Regions from separate parts of the Zea mays genome. Here regions 2 and 3 are each linked to region 1. Evidence: chromatin contacts called from public Hi-C data. All regions are on one chromosome and are shown on one strand. Each heading gives the region's core, a stretch centred on a gene start, on an enhancer-like site or on the middle of the called end of the contact. The rest is flanking DNA. Distances are from core to core; before and after follow the strand shown. Region 1 holds the start of LOC100240697. Region 2 holds the start of LOC100193069 (V-type proton ATPase subunit D). Region 3 holds the start of LOC100275650.

Region 1 (3,076 bases), core at 232-2,731:
CTAAGATTGAAGATAAATAAATGGACACTGGAGAGTTACAGGTTGTGTGTGCGTCCAGAAAATTTAGCAATTAAGTGTACCAAATACAGAGGAAGGAATTTACTAGTTGCTAGAGTTTGTATAAACTCTACATGATCATGTATTCATGTTACACTGCTACAAGCCAAGAGTGGACCCAAGCGCAGGCAAGCTTGGGCAAAGCTATATAAACTTATAGTGTGAGTACTATATTTGCCCAAGATTTCTGGGCCCGCCACTGCTTCAAGCAGAGAATTGATCTGAGTCAGAACAACAAACTACAAATTGTGGGTGGCCTAGCAAATTTGAAACGCAACCTTCATCAAGTTCCATCAATCCAGCCTACAGATTACTACGAGCAGTCCGGCAAACCTGCAGATTCTAAGATGAATGGGTACATGTACATCTGTATAAAGAAACCAAAATATCTACATGAGACAGGCAAGTGGTGAATAAGAACAAGCTAATGGTAAGACATGCACAGAAACAGACCACACATTCCCTGGATGTAGGTACAGCCTAAGATTGGAGAGTTACAGGTTGCGTGTGCGTCCAGAAAATTTAGCAACTAAAGAGTACCAAATACAGAGGAAGGAATTTACTAGTTGCTAGAGTTTGTAAGAACTCTACATGATCATGTATTCATGTTACGCTGCCAAGTGCAGGCGAGCCTGGGCTCTTGCCCAGACTCCTCCATTAGTGCTAATGAACTTGTAAACGTGTTTAAACATGGTTAAAAATTAGGCGAAGCTATATGTTTATAGTATGAGTACTATAATTGCCCAAGCTCTCTAAGATTTCTAGGTCCGCCACAGAACAAGCAGATAATTGATCTGAGCCAGAACAACAAACTGTGGGTAGCCTAGCGAATTTGAACCGCAAGTCCGCAACCTTCATCAAGTTCCAACAATCCAGGCTACAGATTACTACGAGCAGTCCGGCAAAGCTGCAGATTCTAGCTCAACCTAGAAACCAAAACAAAAGAATCTAACCACCGCAGGATCGCGAAACCCTGACATGGTAGCACAGGCCAATACCCGACAAAGTTTCGCTTTATTAACCTATTAAAATTCAACGGATCGTTTGCTGGATGGGTCCGCACGCGGCAGCGTCTACCAGTACTAGCCTGAGGACCGAGGCCCTAGCACGAGCAGCAGCAACAACAAGTTAACCCCGTTGATGAGGGGATCGGAAACCCGAGAGACGAACCGAAGGGGTGCTCCAACTTGAACGAACTCCTCGCCATCCTCCTCCTCCTTTTGATCTACTCGATCGCACGCGGAACAGAGAGAAGCGACCTGGAACAGAAAAAAAATCGGGGCGACTGGTCAGGGGAACGAGGAGGCGCGGGGAAGGGGAACGATCAAATCGAATCGATTGACGGTGGCCGGCGCTCACGAGATGGATGGATGGATGGATGGAAGCAAGGCTGGATCGGCGGCTGATAGGACGTGGGATTACCGGCGTAGGGGAACTGGGGAAGACGAGAGGGAACGGCGGCGGCTTTGCGTGGGGAGTTGCTACGCGCACGCAAACGCTAACGTACCCCTTCCCACTACACAATCCCACGGGGATAGGTGGGACGAGACTTGGTTTCCTTGGATTGCTCTCGAATGGATTGGCTTTGCGGGCCCCACCAAGCTAAGGGCATGTTTGACCCTTTCTACATAATTTTTAGCATCTAAAATTAACCATAAGATTTTAAATAGCCTAGTTAAAATCTTAGCGGCAACGACTGCTATGCAAGCAGTCCTTCTTTGCAAGCGTGCAAGTAAACCATCTGGTTCATTAGATTACGATCTAATCACAGATATAATCATGGTTTGTTAGGGGTTTTTTTATAAAGATTATTGAGCTGGTGGTGGAAGGGTTTAAGTGTTAAATGTGACATATGGTTGGATCACGATCTAATGGACCAGATGATTTGCTTGCACGCTTGCAATGAAGGACTGCTTGCATAGCAGTCGTTGCAATCTTAGCTAATTGTTAGTTAAACCTCATCTAACAGTTAATTCATTAACTGAGTTAGAGTAGCTAAAACTTAGCAAAAAGACAATATTATCCATAATAGGCTCTAACACGATACATGGTCCAATGGCCCAACAGACAATATTTCCATTGACTCGGAGGGTTGATTTGGTGACAAGAGATCACGAGGGGATTGAGGGGGAAATAAACTAATTTCCCCCTCAATCCCCTCCAATCCCCCCGTAATCCATGGTCACCAAATCAGCACTTAATGAATTTTATAGTGGGACCATTTGGGTTGGTTAGATAATCTTCTTATCTTTCCAACCATATCAAGTCTGTCACAATCAGAGTCCAGATGTGTCCTAGGCATTCATTTTAGTGCAGACTGGTCCTAGAACCCAAGATGGAATCACAGCTGAGTCGGACTTGATGCCCTTCCTCTTGTGGACGCCCTTGTTGCTCCTCCTTGACACCTTGGCCTTTCCCAAATTCTTGATGGTTCTCTCCAAAATTCTTAATCATTAAAACATCCATGGCACCAAACGTAAGCTCTAAAACACAATTGAGTAGGTTAGAACGAACCCGGAGATTCAACTTTCGTGCACGTGCTCATGTTGTCGGTCCACGCATTGTTTGTATGGTCATGGGGAGGCAAACGCGTGTCCTTGAGATTACCAACTAGAGTTGGATTCCAATAGTTCCACAATGGTCTTCCGCTAGTTCATCTCCCACTAACTAGGTCACAAAGGGCTCATTGAGTTTGTTATGGTCGCGTCATAGGGTTGAATAGGTCGCTTACAATCATATTAATGTAGAGTCACCTAAAATATGCTCGACATCACACCCATGGCTAGACAAACCTGCGACTAAAATGTTCAAATGAAGTAAAATTCATCGGCTACCTCGAACACTTAGTACATAGGCAATCAAATCATAATACAAGCATACACACTGAACCAACATGATGTGCAAGATGTTCGAAACTCACCAAGTCCAACAATCAAGCACACAAAATTGTAGAACTAACACCAACCATGGTGAAACATTAATAAAATGATCACAAAATAGATAGACCGGCATGAAGGTA
Region 2 (3,076 bases), core at 248-2,747, 230 kb before region 1:
TTGTAATATCATGTAGTCATGAATAAATCAATGTGTTCGTCATTACAAAATATTTGTTTTCCATGAACAAATCTGCGAGTGTCTCACTTTAGAGTTCAAATAAACTATCGCATGCAGGAATAAAATCAATGCGACCAATCTGCAAGCTATTATGCTGTACATTATGTAAAGTGAGACACTGATGCCATGTATGTATGGAAATATCAACCATGTGGTTGTGTTAGCATATCTTGTTCACATTAATGTCAAGCAAAATTCAGATGAATTATCACAGGCATGAACACTTTTGGGTCACACATCTAGGGAAGGTAATTTGGATGCATCTACTAATTAATTGAAATACACGATTGATATTGTACAATCAAAGCAACTACATCAGCAGTCTTCACAGAAGAAAAAAAAAACATGAGAGGAAACACATTGTGGATGTTCTAAAACCAGATCCAGAATAAGGCTTTGATGATTCTACGCACCGATTGAATGATTGGATGAGCATGGAAAGAGGCGATCAAAAGATGATGTCGTCGTCCTTCTCCCCTCCAGCAGCCAGCAGATTTGCCGCAGCCCCCACGGAGATGCCCCTCTTGAGCGCGAGATCCTCGGCGAGCTGTTCCTCTGCGAAAAGCCTGGCGTTGGCCATCTGGCGCTCGATCTCCCTCTTCTTGTAGCCCTGGATCTTCTTGAGCCTGAAAAAGTCCTCGCGCTCGAGTTCGTCGAGCTCCCCCTTGATGTAGCTGATGGTGTTCTCGATCCTGGGCTTCACGACATTCTCGAGCGCGTTGACGCGGCGGTTGGTGGTCTTGATGGCCTCGTCGAGCGTGAGGAAGGAGGTCTGGAGCGAGGCGAGCTCGACGAGCACCTCGATGGCCTTGACGTGCGCGGCGCGGCAGGCGGCGACCTGCTGCCCGCCGCGGGCGAGGCCCGTAAGGCTCGGAGACGCGTTGGAGGGCCCCCCGGATGCCGCGGCGGGGTCGACGAAGTGAGTGAACTTCGGGAGCTTGACCCCGGCGACATTCTCCTGGTGAGATCGAACGCGGACGGAGGCGGCGCGGATGGACTGGAGGACGACGTGACGGACGCCGTCGCCGGCGACGTACTTGGCCTCGGCGAGGGAGAAGGAGGAGGCGCGCATCGTCTCGCCCATGGACTCCTTGGCGGCGACGATCTTCTTGAGGATGGCGCGGAACTGGACCGTGAGCGCGTCGGACTTCTTCTTCAACAGCGCGTGACCGCGGGTGGCGCCGACGAGCCGCGCCTTCATGACGCCGAGCATCGTCACCGTCGGCACGACGTTGAGCCGCTGGTTTTGCCCCGCCATCGCTGCGCCGCCCGCCGCCGGCTAGATCGCCGCGAATCCGGAGAAGGAAGAGGGGGAGGGGATCGCGGGCCTGTGTCGAGTGTCGACTCGTGTGGCTGGATCGGGGACACGACGGTGTACTGCTTGATGTGAAGGTGGGGTTGTGTTGGATCGGCGAGGAGATGGGGAATTGGGGACGGTGGTGAATTGCAGCAGAATTGGCGAAATTTTAGATGAAAAAATAATTGGGCCGTAAGAGCATATCCAACGACAACATGACTTATAAAAATAGCTTATAATTTAAAAATAAATATATTTTATAAAATTTATGGCACCAATAAAACATTCCGCTTCAACGGTAAAGCATCAAATATAGATTATAGGGTAGCCTATTACGATGTAGTATGTTTAAGGCACTTGAAAGTACCTTTTTGACCAAATTTTAATAAATAAGGCATTGCTGGAGTTTTTTTCCTATGTAGAGCCCTATATTTTAATTTAAGGCGATTTAAAACATTGTTGGAAATATTCTAACTAGTTGGGTTCAGAAATATCGACTCGTGGCTAGATGGGTAGGTCACAGCGGGTCGAGCCGTGGGCTCAATTCGATGATACTGTTGCTTGTCACACGCGCGACCACAAAACTGGAGTGGGCCAATTTTGCGTTGAGAAGGTGGTGAATTTCGCAGCAGAATTTCGCATCATCTCTCATACCCCATTTACTTACCCCTTAGTGTGTTGTTCGATTGTTCTTCAATCTATGTGAATTGGATGTTATTGAGTCGGTTTAAATCTATATCAAGTCAAAATCCATCTGTAAACCCTAAAATGTAAATTTAAGTTGGTTAAGTAGTTCCTTTGTTATGGAGAAATAATTTTTTGCTTAGTGTGTGATTTATCATTAAGGCATATCCAATTAAATAAATGAATAAATAAAATTATATTTTTTCATCTCATTCTGGATATTTTTTTTGTGCACTTAAATTCACTTGAAGGTTGAACTCTATATGAATTTAATTCAAAATTTGAATTTGAATCTAATTTGATAGGAAAATAAAATAGAAAAGAAAAAGAGAAACAACCAGCAGCCTCGTGAGCCCTTTTTACCTGAGTCGGCCCAGTCAGCCAACCCCTCTCCCCTACCAGCATGGCCCAGCTCAGCCCATCTCACTATTTACTCCACGCCGCACGGTCCAAAGATCATTTCGCGTGCCGACCAGTGGGCCAAACCGGCCAGTGTCTCGCACCTACACCGCGAATCACCGTGTGCGCCATCACTGGCTAGCGGGACCCATCTGTTAGCTGTTAAGTAACCCTAGTCAGAGTTATGTGGGCAAATACTGGCTTTGCTCCTAAGTGGTCTCACATCTCTATATATAAGGAACATGTACACCCTTTCATAATACAAAGATCAGAAAGAGGCCAGATGCCCAATCATATATCGTGTCTCGTATGTTTCCTCTGTCGTGTTTATGGAAAGTGAGACGGGTACTCTACAGCTTCTTGCGCCTCTACTGTTGACGGGAGGAAAGGGAGCGGATCTGGTGATCCGTGGTAACGTAGTTCTCAACACGTTATCAGCACGCTCTACCTCGACGTTGCTGCCGAATCAGATCTGCATCAACTCTTCGTCAAGCCGGCAGGTCTCTTGGCCTTACCGAACTGTCCTACGCGACAGACTTCGTTACCATTTGTCGAACCAGGAATCACGGTATGAAATCTTGAGTGGATCTGCAATTTAGTGTTCAATCGCGTATATCGCCTACGAGCCCGTGTGCA
Region 3 (3,076 bases), core at 330-2,829, 150 kb before region 1:
GGGATTTAATCCCCTTCAATCCCCTTCTGGATTGGCGTAACCGAACAAGAAGATGGCTGCAACGGTCGACCACGATGCTAATCCGCTCGGACCGCCAACAGCCTCCGCGAGCTGCATCACCACCGCCACCATGCCTCCACCCGCAACGCCCATGTGGGTGCACGGCTCTGCCACAATCACCAAGACCACGCCCCAGCCGCGAGTTCCCTCCCCACATGGATCTGGATGCTCGTGACGCCAACAAGGCGGATGCCTCACCGCCACTATCATGGGATCTGCGTGGGCATTGTGGCCAACCCCTCTGGCAGCGTCGAGGTGGAGAGAGAGGGCTCAGAGGGGGGAGTGGGGCAGCGGCGGCTTCTCCGCTTTCCATACTAATATCTTCGTTCTCGAATATTTGTCGTCGTCTAGTTTATTTTTGAACTAAAACGTGAAAAATAAAAAAGAAGGGAGAGAGTACAATATTCCTTCAGATTATTCGTACCGGTTATAGAGAACTTTAACCGGCTTTGGTTTCGATTGAATAACCGGATTAACGATCAGAGGAGATAAATTGGAGCTGACAGAATTTATTTGCAAGAAACTCGATCTATCTCCCAAAATCAGTTTACCCGTAAATTCCTTTCCCATTTTCCGCACAGGAAAAATGTTCGTCGCTACAGAAAATTTGTAAAGATGAAACCAAACCGAAAGATATATAAATGGAATGGCCAGGATTGATGCGCCCATTCTTGAAACTGAAATTCTGAGATTACTGAACATGTGGCATTGGTTGCTCATCCCGTGAAGGGCCTGAAGCCCTGAAATATATAGCCCCTGCGTGCGCTGCAGTGTAGAATAGCATGATCATTGGCTCAGAACGAAGCTGGAACTAGCTAGAAGCCAGGGTCGTCCCACTGCAAGACGGCGGTGCCGACGTTCTGCTCTCTCTTGAGCTTGTCCTTGAGGAACCAGTCGCAGACGCGCCCGGCGTTGAGCTCCTCTATCGGGACGCCCTCCTGCTCCGAGATCACTCTCAGGAGGTTCAGAGACGATATCTGAAAAAAAAAACACACAGAGCAAATGGCAGCCATTCGATCACTCATGGCAGATATACGCCTGGTCTCGATCGGAGTCACAGTCACTGCAAGTCTGCACTTACGGTGAGGCGGCAGAGGAAGCGCTCGTGCGTGCTGAGTCCGGACATCTCCACCAGCCCGGCCTCCTCCAGGCTCAGGAACGTTCTCTTCTGCTGCTCCTGCTCGTCAGCGCCGCTTCCCTCCTCGGCCTCTTGCTGCTGCTTATTCTCTTCCTGGCATCTCCTCCTGACCACCAATCGCCGCGGCGGCGGCGCACCTCCTGCTGAAAATCGCATATGAAGTCAGGACAGTGTGCTTGCGAGATATATTATACGCAATCTGTCACCTGGCCTGTCTAAACCTGGGACTGGAAGGCGCCTGAGCGATGGCCTCGGCGGCAGGAACGCGGCGGCCCGTTGCGTGTGAGGCAGCTTGCAGGCGCTGATTATCTGCTGCATCGCTCGGGCACTTGCCACTGCGAGGCGACCGGCGTCAGCTGAGCACCTCAGTCCGTTTCTCCTACGGAAGGGGGTGATGCGGATAACGTTGCGGTTGACAAGAGGAGGAGGAGACGGGCTTGAGCTGGGTTGCCAAGTCTTTAGGTCCACCACCGACCCGTTGAGGCCCAACTAGTTGCTACAGCATACACAGCAAGAACAAAGAAATACATAACGACCTTGAAGCAAACTTTGCTAACATATGGGCTTCGCTGTTTGACTCTCTACTTGGAGGTAAGTGGCACGGATATTATCTATCCGTATTTGAATTCGATCCATCTAAGGCCTTGTTCGTTTGTGTCGGATTGCACCCGAAATCGTTCCACTCAATCAAAGTTTATATAAATTAGAAAAGCAATCCGGTTAGGATTCGTTCCGGCCCACCAATCCGACAGAAACGAACAAGGTCTAATAGAGCTGAGATTCGATCCATATCTAAGCCCGTGTGTTCAGTATCCGATCCGTATCCGATTTATATACATATCTGTCGGGGACCATAATTAGGGGTACCCTCAAGACGCCTAATTCTCAGCTGGTAACCCCCATCAGCATAAAGCTGCAGAGGCCTGATGTGTGCGATTAAGTCAAGGATCAGTCCATACGAGCGACTTGATCACGCCTCGCCCGAGCCTAGCCTCGGACAAGGGCAGCCGACCCCGAGAGATTTCCGTCTCGCCCGAGGCCCCCCTTTAACGGCGGACACATCTCCGGCTCGCCCGAGGCCTTGCCTTCGTTGAGAAGCAACCCTAACTAAATCGCCGCACCGACTGACCGAGTCGCAGGGGCATTTAACGCAAAGGTGGCCTGACACCTTTATCCTGACGCGCGCCCCCCGGCAGAGCCGAAGTGACCGCCGTCACTTCGCTGCTCCACTGACCGGTCTGACAGAAGGACAGCGCCGCCTGCGCCACTCCGACTGCAGTGCCACTTGACAGAGTGAGACTGAAGTGTGCTTGCGAGATATATTATACGCAATCTGTCACCTGGCCTGTCTAGGCGCCTGAGCGATGGCCTCGGCGGCAGGAACGCGGCGGCCCGTTGCGTGTGAGGCAGCTTGCAGGCGCTGATTATCTGCTGCATCGCGCGGGCACTTGCCACTGCGAGGCGACCGGCGTCAGCTGAGCACCTAAGTCCGTTTCTCCTACGGAAGGGGGTGATGCGGATAACGTTGCGGTTGACAAGAGGAGGAGACGGGCTTGAGCTGGGTTGCCAAGTCTTCGGGTCCACCACCGACCCGTTGAGGCCCAACTAGTTGCTACAGCATACACAGCAAGAACAAAGAAATACATGACGATCGTGAAGCAAACTTTGCTAATAACATATGGGCTTCCCTGTTTGGCTCTCTACTTGGATGTAAATGACACGGATATTATCTATCTGTATTTGAATTCGTTTCATCAAATAAAGCTGAGATTCGATCCATATCTAAGCCCGTGTGTTCAGTATTCGACCCGTATCCGATTTATATACATATCTGTATATTCAAAGTTGATATTTAAAATGTCGATATCTATTTGAATT

What was found. A called contact is a pair of places that touch in the nucleus more often than the background predicts.
Region 2: a Hi-C map of tassel shows a contact between it and region 1, with 2.6 times the contacts expected there. The contact joins the promoter of LOC100193069 here to the promoter of LOC100240697 in region 1. A contact is called at or near these places in 3 of 25 Hi-C or Micro-C datasets (ear, endosperm and tassel).
Region 3: a contact with region 1 is called in a Hi-C map of ear, with 2.3 times the contacts expected there. The contact joins the promoter of LOC100275650 here to the promoter of LOC100240697 in region 1. A contact is called at or near these places in 2 of 25 Hi-C or Micro-C datasets (ear and tassel).

What each region holds. Positions count from the first base shown.
Region 1 is chr10:60,894,272-60,897,347 of Zm-B73-REFERENCE-NAM-5.0, reverse strand. LOC100240697 reads right to left here and starts at 1,481. Exons shown (of 6, transcript NM_001352184.1): 1 at 1,417-1,481; 2 at 1,228-1,316. The coding sequence starts at 1,264.
Region 2 is chr10:61,121,150-61,124,225 of Zm-B73-REFERENCE-NAM-5.0, reverse strand. It overlaps LOC100193069 (V-type proton ATPase subunit D), which reads right to left and starts at 1,497. Exons shown (of 2, transcript NM_001138235.1): 1 at 474-1,497. The coding sequence starts at 1,318. The coding sequence ends at 509.
Region 3 is chr10:61,046,503-61,049,578 of Zm-B73-REFERENCE-NAM-5.0, reverse strand. It overlaps LOC100275650, which reads right to left and starts at 1,579. Exons shown (of 3, transcript NM_001352589.1): 1 at 1,420-1,579; 2 at 1,142-1,338; 3 at 550-1,037. The coding sequence starts at 1,516. The coding sequence ends at 876.